Regions from separate parts of the Arachis hypogaea genome. Here region 2 is linked to region 1. The links are chromatin contacts, called in public Hi-C maps. All regions are on one chromosome and are shown on one strand. The core of a region is the stretch at or near the end of the contact, and the rest is flanking DNA. Distances in the headings are between cores, read along the strand shown.

Evidence for each region. A called contact is a pair of places that touch in the nucleus more often than the background predicts.
Region 2: a contact with region 1 is called in a Hi-C map of leaf, with 3 times the contacts expected there. The contact joins the promoter of LOC112710293 here to the enhancer-like site in region 1. A contact is called at or near these places in 2 of 8 Hi-C or Micro-C datasets (both in leaf).

The regions. Positions count from the first base shown.
Region 1 is chr9:9,630,790-9,637,373 of arahy.Tifrunner.gnm2.J5K5, reverse strand. No RefSeq gene overlaps it. Among protein-coding and RNA genes, the nearest start is that of LOC112710291, 13 kb to the right of the region's middle. Within about 2 kb of position 2,508, at least 1 of the 3 cell types and tissues checked has open chromatin away from gene starts, as enhancers often do.
Region 2 is chr9:9,860,793-9,867,376 of arahy.Tifrunner.gnm2.J5K5, reverse strand. LOC112710293 (probable xyloglucan glycosyltransferase 6) reads left to right here and starts at 2,450. Exons shown (of 5, transcript XM_025762453.3): 1 at 2,450-3,907; 2 at 6,112-6,420. The coding sequence starts at 3,143. It overlaps LOC112710295 (small ribosomal subunit protein eS8), which reads left to right. Exons shown (of 5, transcript XM_025762454.3): 3 at 89-419; 4 at 1,146-1,315; 5 at 1,413-1,641. The coding sequence ends at 1,488.

The DNA.
Region 1 (6,584 bases), core at 1,259-3,758:
TTTTGATTTTGAACCAAAACTTTAGAAATAAAAAAAATACTTAACCCAAATAAATATCTAATACCATTTTATTTTATTCTACAAATATAATTAGTCATCACTCATCGCATAAAGAATATAATTATTATCATACTATTTTATACCATATTTAACTATTTTTATCTTATAAAACTATCATATAGTACTCTAAATTACATACTCGCAATTAGATATTCAAAAAATTATGGTGTATACATAGCCTCTAGATTCAACGCGCGTATAAAAGAGGGCTCTTCAAATGAATGTTAGTTTGCTAATGCATTTATTATCTTTGCCACATCTGCTTTCATGGTGTCATCAACTTCATCATCGTCTCCATTTAGATTAGTAACCTCATAATTGCTTTCAAACTCATCTTTACCGTCACTATTGTAATCTCTCCATTCGATATTTTGATCGGTTTCTGATTATTCGAAGTCAATGTACAACTCGATAAACGACATATGCAATCGAGTTTCATAGTAGATTGAAAACATCTCTTGCATGCTCGCGTTGTTGGTGACATACTTCATTTGAAAATGAACAAACCCACCAAAACTAATACAAGATGCCAATACAAAATACTCAATATCGTCTTTGATAAAAGAAGATTTATTCTCTCTCAAATAATACTCTTTAACTGTTCAAAATAATAACATCACATGAATTCTCACACATAAATCTTACTTCCTCATATATTTATAATAAAATTTAACCATCATAATATAATTTTAGTATAACTCTATCCTCTATTTTTTTAAACTAGGATCACTCATTCACTCTCCTTCACAATAATTGAAACATAACAAAGTGAAATAGAAGAAGAAAAAAAATGCAAAAGGTGAATTAAAGAAGATAAAGTTTGCCTTGTAAAACTGGTCGAGTTATATATACATTACAAATTAAATCGGATCCTCATATATACATATCTTAATTTAAAATTTTTAAAATCCACAATTCTGACCCACCGATTTAGATTTTCAGATTTTTGAAATTTTGTAACCATAAAACCGACTCGTCGATTTGCTCAAACTTAAAAAATAAATTCTGCTCACACAATACTGAGAATTCGATGTTTTCATCACCCAAATTTAAATTCATTAACTTTTAAATTGGACCCTACGTTTTCTCTTTCCTACAATTTTAAACCTTTGATTTGTGAATTGATATTTAAAAAAAGAATTCTTCATATTTATTGAAAACACACCAACAATTATAACAACAAAAACACTTAATAAAAATCCATTACCAAAAAAATTAGCAACGATAGAATTCTCAAAATCTGTGGTATGGAGTTTACGACTTAAAATTAAAAGAGATGAGTTCTGATCTCGCAATAATTATAAATGTGAATTTAGTTTGATTATATATTTATATTCTTTATAAACTTATATTATTAGTGTGAATATAATTTTTTTAGTTTTTTATTCCAATGATTCATTACTATATGATTTTTAATAATATTCAAGTAACATGGTTTTTTTTTTAATAGATTTTTGTTAATAAAATTATTATAAGAACCCAAAAATAACAAATTCTTATATAACAAAAACTTTATATATTTAACAATTTTAACTTTAATTTTTTTAAAGATGTATTTTTGTATTCTTAAAATCTTATTTAATCTAAAACAATAACTTTTTGTTTATTGTCAATACTAACTTCATAGTACTTGAAAAACATTGTCTAATACTTTCAATTGATATAATTCAAATGTGATTTTATACTTTTTAATATTTCTTTTTACATTTTTTTGTTTTATTTAAATAGTGTATAGTGAAAATTATATTTTATAAATAATAATAGAGAAAAAAATTAAAAAAATCTATTTACATAATTACTATTTGTTTTTTAACAATAATGATTTCTTTTAGTTTTTAATTAATTAAAAATTGATGCATCTAAATAAAAATATTGTCTGAATATATTATCTTTTAATTAATTTTTTTTTAGTTACTTGGAAACAATGGGAACACTTTGGGTTGTAATTACAGGCTGTCGTACACAAAGATGGAGTTTATCTTATTGAACGGCCATGAAAAGACATAAAGTTTATGAAGGATCAAACCAGAGCCTGAAAATTGAAAGGATAACTTTTCCTTTTTTTTTTTTCCCCAAAAGGATAATGTTCTTTTATGCCGCTGATAATTATTTATATATGCTCATTATTACCTAGCTAATGCGTGCAATCTGTCTATTGATGATATATAAAAGGGAAAAAACACCTTTGACATTTAATGGGTATATTTATGGATTTAACAAAAGTCACTTGTTAAAGTTAGTATTAAGGTTAAGGCTAAATAATTTAGTTATGGAGTAAAGGTGGTATTTTGGCTGGAAATGGAAGAATTTAGTGTATTTACACTTGGATGGACGTGTCAGATGATAGGTCTAATATGTAGGGGGTGTGTTACCGGTACTACATGGGGGCGTGGAGGACACGTGGCGAAAACTGGTTGGATGAACCATGCAGTATGTGGGGGGCATGGTGAGGCAGCACGCCACGTGGCGACGCATGATTGGGTGAAGCTTCAAGCACGTGGTGGGCGTGGTGAGTCAACACGCAGGGGACGTGTTGACACGTGGCAAAACGTGGTTGGTTGAGGTAGGCAACACGTGGGGAGCGTGTTGAATGCTCCTCTCTATATAAGGCCGAGCTCGGTACCATTTTTATTCCGAATGAGAGTGTGCTTTGAGCATTCTTTGAGTATGTTGGTAGTGTAATGGAGGATACCGCAAACTTGGTGGTGTATCGCAATGGTGAGATAATACAGAATACTCATGAGAGAGTGAGGTTTGTGTGCCAGAATCTGTTTTCGTTTGTGGTTCCATGCACCATAACGTTTATGGAGTTTTAGAACGGTCTCTGTCAAAGCATGGAGAACGGTATGTTAATTACAGTGAGCAGAATTCTGTACCGAAATCCGTTTGTAATTTTTGGTGGACTAATATAGTTTGATACCATGCCAATCACTGATGAAGCGAGTATGCAGAATATGTTTCAAATTCATCGGTAGACTCAGATGCGACAGCCACAGATTGAGCTGTATGTTGAGTTTGAAACTGTAGAGGCAGAAGGGATACAAAATGATTTAGATATAGAGGATGATAGATATACAGTGTACGAAGGAATGAATAAACAACAAAGAGGACTTCAAAGCCACTTATGAAGTTGGCGACGAAGATGAGGATGGTGACGTGGGAGTTGAGATAGCAGCGGAGAATGTTGTGGTTCATCCCTCGAGCAGTCAACCGATAAATGTGCCACCTTTTATGCGTGAGTTGGATCTTGACGCCATGCATGCACCGGAATTTCTTGAATATGCAAACATAGGTACGTGATGACTGAATAATACGTTTTTGTTAATTTAAACTTTGGATTGATTAATGAACGATGATTTCTGCTTTCTGTAGGCGTTGCTGATCTTGAGGACAGAAAGTTCCATATTGGAATGGAATACAATTCTAGAAAGTCGGTCGTCGCAGCCATTAGAAGTTACACTATCTCTAGAGGAGTTGACTACGATGTGTATGAGTCTGAGTCACAGACGTTCTACGCAAAATGCAAGATGTATGGGGGGCTCTCTTTTTCCCCGAAACCCCCTTCTTCTTTCTTTCCCCAAAACCCCCTTCTTTTCTCTAACAAAAATGCTCCACCACCCTTCTCTGTAATACTAACACTACTAACACCCTCTAATGCATATACTGGGAGGGGGGTTTCTCTTTTTATAGAGCAAGATTTGCAACTTACCGGGGTGGAGGAGTTGTCTCCTGCATGCAGACAGCTTCCAACATGCCCACTCTGTGTTGCTGCAAAACATTGGAAATTTGCGGAACTCTACCATGCCTGCTCCAACACGCCCCCTGCGTGTTGCTGGGATGCTGACACGCTTCTGCAGCACAGCGGTACCACGCTCTCCGCGTGTTGACCGTGACCTCCACATACCGACAAAACACCCCACTCCCCAATATTTGGCCAAAACACCAACACACTGTCCATAAGAAAAATAAATTATGTAAGGTTAACTACTAATTTGATATATAAAAAATTTAATCACGGATAAAAATATTTTTAAAAAATGTTATCGACTAAATATCTTTTAAATAATTTTAAAATATGACAAAAATAACTGATAATTATTATATTTTTTGCAAGTGAAAAAATTTTGTATTTAACAAATGGTATAACTAATTGATATGAATTTTTGTGCCAACATTTGAATAAATATTTAAAAAGTACATACAAAAATTTCGAAACAAAATTTGATCTCAAAATTTTTCTTTTTTTATTTTTTGAAAAAATGTGATAATTAATTCACAATAAAAATTAAAAAAATTACTTGGCATAAAATTATCAAATTTTAAAAGAAGATTTTATTTTTTTAATAATGATTGTAAAATTTACATCAAAAGCTAATTTTTAAAGTCTTTTTTAGAATATATATTTAATATATAATTTTTTGTCACGTTTTTAAATTTTTCGAAAGTTTATTTGTAATTACTATTTTTTAAGATTTTTTTTATTAATGATATAAACTTTGAGTACCATTTTAGTAGTTTACATTTAGTATTAATAACAATTTTAATAATATATAAATTTTATACTTTTTATAAAACTTTTTTTTCAATTACTAACCTTAAAAAGTATTATTAGAAAACAAACTCTTATATGGATCAAAATAATTTAAAGTAAAAAATTTGATAAATTAATAAAGTGAGAAGTTGATTATTTTTAAATTAAGATAATAAAATACATATTTTATAAAAATGATAAATTAATAATAATTAATGTTTTTACTCTAAATAATCTAAATTCATCTTATATTCTATTGAATTAGACTTAATGTATTCATCATTTCACATTGAGTTATTGACTATTAAAATAATATTTTTAGCAGTCACTAATTTATTTTTAGCGGTGGTAAAAAAAAAATTTCCATAAACATATACTAATGAGTTAATACTTAAATTGATCTTTGAATATATACACAAATTTTAATTTAGTTTTTAAATTTTTAACTACCTTTATTTAGTCCCCAGATTTTATAAATTCACATTAGTCTTTGGAATAATTTTTTGCACACAAACGTTATTAGAGCGCCGATATAGACAGCCAAATATCACGCTAGGACTTGTAAAACGATGTTGTTTTTATTTTGGCGCTCAAATAGCCCAAAAACAACGTTGGATCACTTATTTTGAGAGAAAATTTTTCAATAAACACCACTTACGATATTATTTTTTAACTATTTGAGTGCCAAAACAAAAACGACGTTGTTTTAAAGAGTTCAACATGGCATCCGGCTGCCACGTTAGCATTCTATTAAAGTCTATGCGTCAAAGATTATTCTAGGAACTAACATGAGTCACACTCGCAAAATTTGGAGACTAAATAGAAGTAATTAAAATTTCAGAGACTAAATTTAAACTTGCGTACAAATTTAAGAACCAAATTGAATATTATCTCTGTACTAATACTACAAATTATATTGACGAGTATTTCATTTTTATTATTATTATCGTTCTTGCTATTGTTATTATTAAATGATCAACTATCGAATATGATGATGATTAAATAATTAATTTCATGGATTTGTCATAAGAGTCGTGAGTTTTGATATACGTTCATAGGTTTTTTTTTTGGATAGTTCTATGCTGAACTAACTTTTAAGAGAAAAGGCTACACACAAATAAATAAAAGACCAAACCTAAACAAGGCTAGTCATACCCTGACTAAACTAGGGGATAACCAAATCTTAAACCAGACATCACACAATAAGAAAAAACAAAAAAATAAAATCCAGTCACACATGCAGGAGAAACAAGACACCGATGAGTTGTTATAATTTTAAAGAGGGTAAAAGATATCTCAATCTTTAACACCTGTTCTTCGAAGCCTTCTGTTCCTCGACCAAGCTAACACCAAGTACGATATCTTGTTCTAATAGAGAGATGTTGAACCTTCTTTCTTAAAGAAAAAAGCGTTTTATGTTTCCACAAGGACCAAATCACAGCAAAAAAGGTTGTCATCCACTCCCCTTTTGCACCCTTCCTATTAACTCTATATATCTACATCTCAAAACATTATTTATGATCACCTGCCCAAACCCAATCTATATTCCAAGACCTAAGAGCTGAACCCCACAACTTCCATGCAAACTTGCATGTAAAAAAAAATAGATGATGAACAGATTCTGGTGTCTTACCGTAGATAACATAAGTAATTTCTGATGTTGGTAAGATTTCACACCTAACCAATATCTTTGGTATTCACTCTTTCCAAGATTACAAACCAAACGAATATCTCCACACGGGGAGGAACCAAAATCTTCCACAAGTTGTTATAAAAATTGAACATATTTGGTTCTTGTCCTAGATTTTTATTCTTATACACCATATTTAAAAAGATTTTACAGAAAAAGTACCTTCATTATCATGTTTTCTGATACCAGCTTCTCCACTTCGTTTTGTCAAATTCCCACCTTCGTTAGGCTTGATTGTAGTTCAGTCAGTTCTTGTTCTTTCCACGACCATAAAGCTCTCCTCCGTTGCAAACTTCAACTCCA
Region 2 (6,584 bases), core at 1,201-3,700, 230 kb before region 1:
TATATATATATATATATATATATATATATATATATATATGAGTCCTAAATAATCTTTATGAAGAAGATACTTTTATGATTTAACATAGGTATGAGCTTGGACGCCAGCCAGCCAACACTAAGCTATCGAGCAATAAGACGGTCAGGAGGATTCGTGTTAGAGGTGGCAATGTGAAGTGGAGGGCATTGAGGTTGGATACCGGAAACTATTCATGGGGAAGTGAAGCTGTGACTCGCAAGACTCGTATTCTTGATGTTGTTTACAATGCCTCAAACAATGAGCTCGTGCGAACTCAGACTCTTGTCAAGAGTGCCATTGTTCAGGTTGATGCTGCCCCATTCAAGCAGTGGTACCTTCAGCATTATGGTGTTGATATTGGCAGGAAGAAGAAAACGGCTGCTGCCAAGAAGGATGCTGAGGTGAAGCCTTCTGATCTTTTCTCTTTGATTTGTTTTAGTATGATAAGCTTTCGTCACGTTTTATCCTGTCTTCATAATCAATGTAAAGGAATTAGCCTTTTGAAAATAATTAACCAACTTCTAGTTGCTCCTTAAAGAAACAAAAATGGAGATATTATTTTTATTACTCCTGAGAATTTAACTCAAACAATATAGGAAATTAGGGAAAGTGATATTTCTTTTTTAACAAAATCCTATAAACTAAGCTGTAAGCATAATGATATTCATACAATATTTGTATACTGAAGTCCAATTGATTAGTTTATTTTATCCTTTCTATGTTGAACTTGGGTGTTCTTCTTGCATTGTTTGTCATACAAATAATATTGGTCATTACTCATGAATATCTCAAGATTTTAAGTAACCACTCATGCATTGGTTTATGTTTGTCACATCTAACAGTGCCTGAACAGTGACAATATGATATATTTGTTTTTGTTTGATGCTTTGCATATAATTTATGAAAATCTATTAGTAGCATTTATTTTAAATTTGACTTGTGTTTTTTATTAAATTTTCATCGTGCTTTTCACCCCTTAGAATGTGATTTTCTTATACTCTAATTTTTGCATTTTAGAATTTTGGTTTTCATTTTCCATTAGATCGAATGCACAAAATGCAACATAAATAAGAGTGCTGTGCAGAGGCTGATGTGTTTCTTATTATTCATTGATGTCTCATTTGCAGGAAGGTGAGACCCCTGCGGAGGAAGCCAAGAAAAGCAACCATGTGCAGAGAAAAATCGAGAAACGTCAGAAAGATCGTAAGCTTGATCCCCATATTGAAGAGCAGTTTGGTGGTGGGAGATTGCTGGCTTGCATTGCTTCTCGACCTGGTCAATGTGGCAGGGCTGACGGGTAATGCATATAAATATTGCTTGTTTGGGTTGCACTGAATTTTGTCTAATTTGATTCTTGATCCGTTACTTGTTTCATTCCTTCTTGAATGCTGCAGCTATATTTTGGAAGGTAAGGAGCTTGAATTTTACATGAAGAAAATCCAGAAGAAAAAGGGAAAGGGTGCTGCCTAATTGTTCTGTTCTCATACTTGTATTCTGGATTTATTCGTTTTTGTTGGGGATTGGTTCCATTCTTGGTGATTTTTCACCGTCATCACCTTCTGAATGAAGCCATAACACGTTAGTGTGACTTAACGCGTATTGTTATCTTAGTTTTGTTTTTTATGTTCCTTTTGTTTTTGTTTTTTTTCTTCTTAAATTATGAGTACTAGTAATTTTCATCAAAATGTTTTGAATTGATAGATAATACTTCGCTTAATTATATTGGCAGATCAAGTTAGAGATGCATAAGGATATGGTAAAAAACTAAAAATTGCACTTTTTAAAAACTTTTATCGGTGTCTCTCAATCGCCTTGTAATATATATTAAATAAGCATTATTCTTTGTTGTTCCATTTGGTCCAAATGGGGACTAACTGCTAAGAAAATGTGTGCTGTTGACACTTGACACTTGGTGAATTTCTCCGACACCCATTCTGGGAATGGAGAGTTTACTACTTATAATCCTTTGATTATCTGGCTTTATCTACTTGATTCATTTTTTAATTTATTTTCATATATGAAGATTTATTTAATTTTGGCTAAACTATTGCAATGGTACCAAATAATCCGTATCATTGACGAAATTTAAAAAAAAAAATTCCAACGACAAATAAATTAAAAATCGTGACAAAAATAATAAAAAAATGTCTTTTTGTTTTATAATTTGAAAACAAATGTTGTATTTGGCAAATAACTGGGAATTTTTATTACTTTTTTATTTTACAAAAATTACAAAAAAATTTAGAGCAAAATTAAAATGTTTTAAAAATAAAGAATATTTTATTTTTCTAGTCATATTAATAAATAAATATATTAAAATTTGATGTTTTTAATTATTTTATCACATTTTAAAATTTATTTATTATTGGTATTTTTTAAAATTATTTCTTTAATTATATAACTTCTTTAAGTACTATTTTAATAATTTGTCCGTTATTTTATAATGAAATTGCACACACAATGACAGAGACACAAGTGAGAACTGAGAAACCCCACTGGGCAGTGGATTTTCCCAAGATAAGTTAAGTGAAACACTGATCCTGTTCCGAAACTGATATAAAAGGGAAAGGAAGCACTAGTAGAAGTAGCAGCAATAGTAGTCTCGCGATCTGAACAGCGACATAAAAACGTGGTTACCCTGGTCTCCCTTAATTGAACTCACATGATTCTGCCATCATTTCAGTTAACAAACACACGAGCCAAATCCAATTCAACTCCTTCTTCACCCACGCGCCCATCTCCCACTTCACGCGCCACCGTCCTCCGCTCAATAATAACAGATCTCGTTGCAGCCAACACCCGCGTCGGTGCCATAAGAAAAAAAAATAAAACAATAAAACAAAAAATGAGCTGAAACAAGATCAAGTGGCTAAAATTTTGGTTCCACATTTTCCAAATATAGTTATACTCTTCTAGCTTTCATTCGCCATTTGCCTTTGGAATTTGGATCACACTTCACCAAAAAGAAAAAAAAAATAGAACATCAAAACACAGCCCCAAAAAATAAGAGAGAAAAAAGGGGAAGAAACAAAAGATCTCGAGTCTCTTCGTTTTTTTTTTTTCTCACCATTTATTCCTCATTCATTGTTTCTTTTTTTTTTTTTCGGTTATTGTTACTCTTCCTATGTCTCGTGCACCAAACTATGAGTTTCAGGAATGGTGGAACAAGCAGAGAGAAAAGAACAACGTAGACCTTTTCCAAGACAAGGAGCACCATGCGGAATCAGCTCCTTTTCTTTCCGTCGACATCCAGGGAGGCGGCGATGTCAAGGGTGGTGGTGGAGGCGGCGGACGCGGCGGAAAAGCTCGTTCCTCCGATCCATTGGTGGAGAAGGACCGGGCACGGAGCGCACGCCAGCTGTCATGGGTTGTGAGGCTGAAATTCCAGCAGGTTGGCGCGTTTCTTGCGTGGATATCGAACGGCGCCGTTCATCTCGTCCGGACAGCCAACCGCCGGATCTCCTCGGCCGGATCGCGGTCCGATTCCTCGTCGCGGCTCTACCGGGCGATCAGGGCGTTCCTAATTGTGGTGATCCTCTTATTAGGGTTTGAATTGTTAGCATACTTTAAAGGATGGCATTTCAGCCCTCCGGTGGTTGGGTCCGCCGAGGTGCTGGGGATGGTGGGAGTTGTTTACGCCAGATGGCTCGAGATTCGGGCCGAGTACCTTGCCCCGCCACTGCAGGGTTTGGCCAATGTGTGCACATTTTTGTTCATTGTGCAGTCAGTTGATAGGATTGTGTTGATCTTGGGGTGTTTTTGGATCAAGTTCCGGCGGCTCAAGCCGGTGGCTTCGATTGAGTATGCCAGCATTGGAGAGAATAGGGAGGTGAATGTGGAAGAATATCCTATGGTGTTGATTCAGATTCCCATGTGCAATGAGAGGGAGGTAAGAATGATGTAGGTTCCATTGTCCTTTCGAAACGAATTCTTTTTCTTCTGTTTGTCGTTTAGATTTGTTAATGTTGCACTTGTTGATATTTAAAAATGCTGATGCTGGTTTGTTTTATTTGATTGTGATTTGTGCTTATGGTGCCAACTTGGTTTTCTAACTTATTGAGATGCTTAAGTAATGCTTCATTTCCAAATTATAGTTTCTTGTGTTATAGGTTGGAGAACATTTGTCTGGAGTAATATGACACATATTTGTTGGCATACTAACGTTAACTTGTAATAAGGTTCTGTTGATTGAATGGATGATTAGATAAATGAAACAATCTAGGAGCTATTCTTGTGCACCTTCTTGTGAATTTCATTTGAATTTGTCGATGTGTGTTCAGTCATGGATGGCTCTGTTGCTGGAGCTATAGAATTTATATCAATGATTTAATTATGTCTTTGTATACAATTCTCTCCCGTGTAAACCTCATCCGTCGTCTCTTTTGACTCAAATTAATGTTCAACTTTGTTGAATGGTGTTAGTGCATTCTCTGTCTCTTCAAATCCTTAAATTCTACAGAGCAGTACACCAGCAAAGGATCAAATTGAAATAATCCTCACTGGGTTTGTGTTGTTTCTTCATTGGATGTAAACTGTTTTGTAAAATACCATGCATGTTAAATTTTGTTCTTTCATTGGTGAAATGAATGATAAGGGCTCATGAATAGCGTAGCCTTGTGGTGCTAACCTGCATTTGATTTTAACAGTTGTGTAAAACAAAAAATGAGGTGGTTTAGTGATACCACAATGATTCTTTTTTTTTTGGGTAAAAAATTCTGATGTGTGGAAATTGAGCAGGGCTAAAAAAACCACAGGGGTGAACTGGATTTTACCCTATTTCTAATTTGACAATGAATTTTTAATTGTTGGTTTATCAGTCTAAAGTCAATGTTTGTTAGGGAACTTGTTGCATAATGTTGATGTTCTAGACGAATTTGAACTAGAAAAGGTTGACGGTTCGGTGTCAAAGTGTGTGTTTGAGTTCCATAATGGCTGCAAATCTAGAAAAATATGGAAGTAAAATACGGAAATGTATGTGAATGGCTAGTTTGAGATAGTGACCTAAAACTATGTGCAACATTGTAGAATTAAAGAAAGGATATGATTGTTAGAGATTCTGAAAAGAAACGGATTCTAATGGGGAAGGGTAGGATTTTATATGTAGGGTGTTATTTATAACCAAGTAATTAAGCTTTAACAGGCTGAGTTGGGGCAAACCAAAACTGAGAGGGGTGTCGGGGATTGAATTGAAAAATAGTGGTACTGCTCCAGTACCATGTTGAATTTAGAGGAAAATAAAAGAGAAGGATGTGTAAAGCCCAGGTAAAGCACAAAATGGTAGCAGAATCGTCTAGTTTCAAAATGTTTTGTGTGCTTGTTGACTTGCCAAAGGTGTTTTAGTTATACGATGAGAAGACCAACATAGGTTCAAATGAGAAACTAGTAATTAATAGTTGTAGAGAAGAGAAGATGGTTGATTTAGAAGTATTTTTGGGAAAATTGGATTTTGATGCAGTATGATAGTGTTTGATTTATGTAGACGACCTTCCTTAACTGGATAAAGTTGGGTTGTTTTGCAATGGAGTGCTCTCTTAGCCTAATCATCACAAAATATCTAAAGTTTGATTTATTAGACCTACTAGTTTTAAAATCTAGAGAGTTAACCTTGGCATAATAATAAGATTGTTGTCCTGCAACCTACAAGTTCCCCAAATCAAATGCCAGACGCTCTGCTCAAGGGTATGACTGTCTATATACTTTCCTGAGATTCTACTTGGTGACAGCCTCAAGCATGATCCTACTCAGGTTTCAGATAATCTTCTTCTTCACATACAACACAAACATACATAGAGGGAAGAAAAAAAAAATTTCTCCTGCATACAAGGCGTATTTGGTTTCATGAACACCTATAACTTCTGAGTTGGCTGGTCTTACCTTTTATGTCTTGATTTGTAATGCAAAGTGAATTAGATAAGATTGTCCTTTTTTTAGATGGCAATTGGCATAGTTACTTTCTTGGAAATGTTTTGATTTTATCAATTGGAGCATGGATGGTGCTGACTTTTCTGTATGAGCTGAGAATCTTATATCTTAATTTATATTACCATACTCTCCTTTTTGGTATCATCATAATTCGTACCTTGTTGACCATAGGTTTACCAGCAATCCATTGGAGCGGTTTGTATCATGGATTGGCCAAAAGAGAAAATGCTTGTACAGGTTCTTGATGATTCGGATGACGTAGACATCCAACAACTCATCAAGGCAGAAGTGCATAAATGGCAACAGAGGGGTGTTCGCATAATATATAGACATCGTCTCATACGTACAGGTTACAAGGCAGGGAATCTTAAATCTGCAATGAGCTGTGATTATGTTAAGGATTATGAGTTTGTAGCGATATTTGATGCTGATTTTCAGCCAACTCCAGATTTCTTATTGAAGACGATACCTTATTTCGAGGTAATTCATGTTTATACATTTAAGGGATAAAGAAAAAATAATAGGAAGAAGAATTATTAACTTCAACTATGAAACGGAGTACACTTTCTTTTGTGGCATCATAATTTTTGGTCCAATTCATCCCATGTGCAACACATTATGCGGATAGTTGAGTTTTTCTTGTT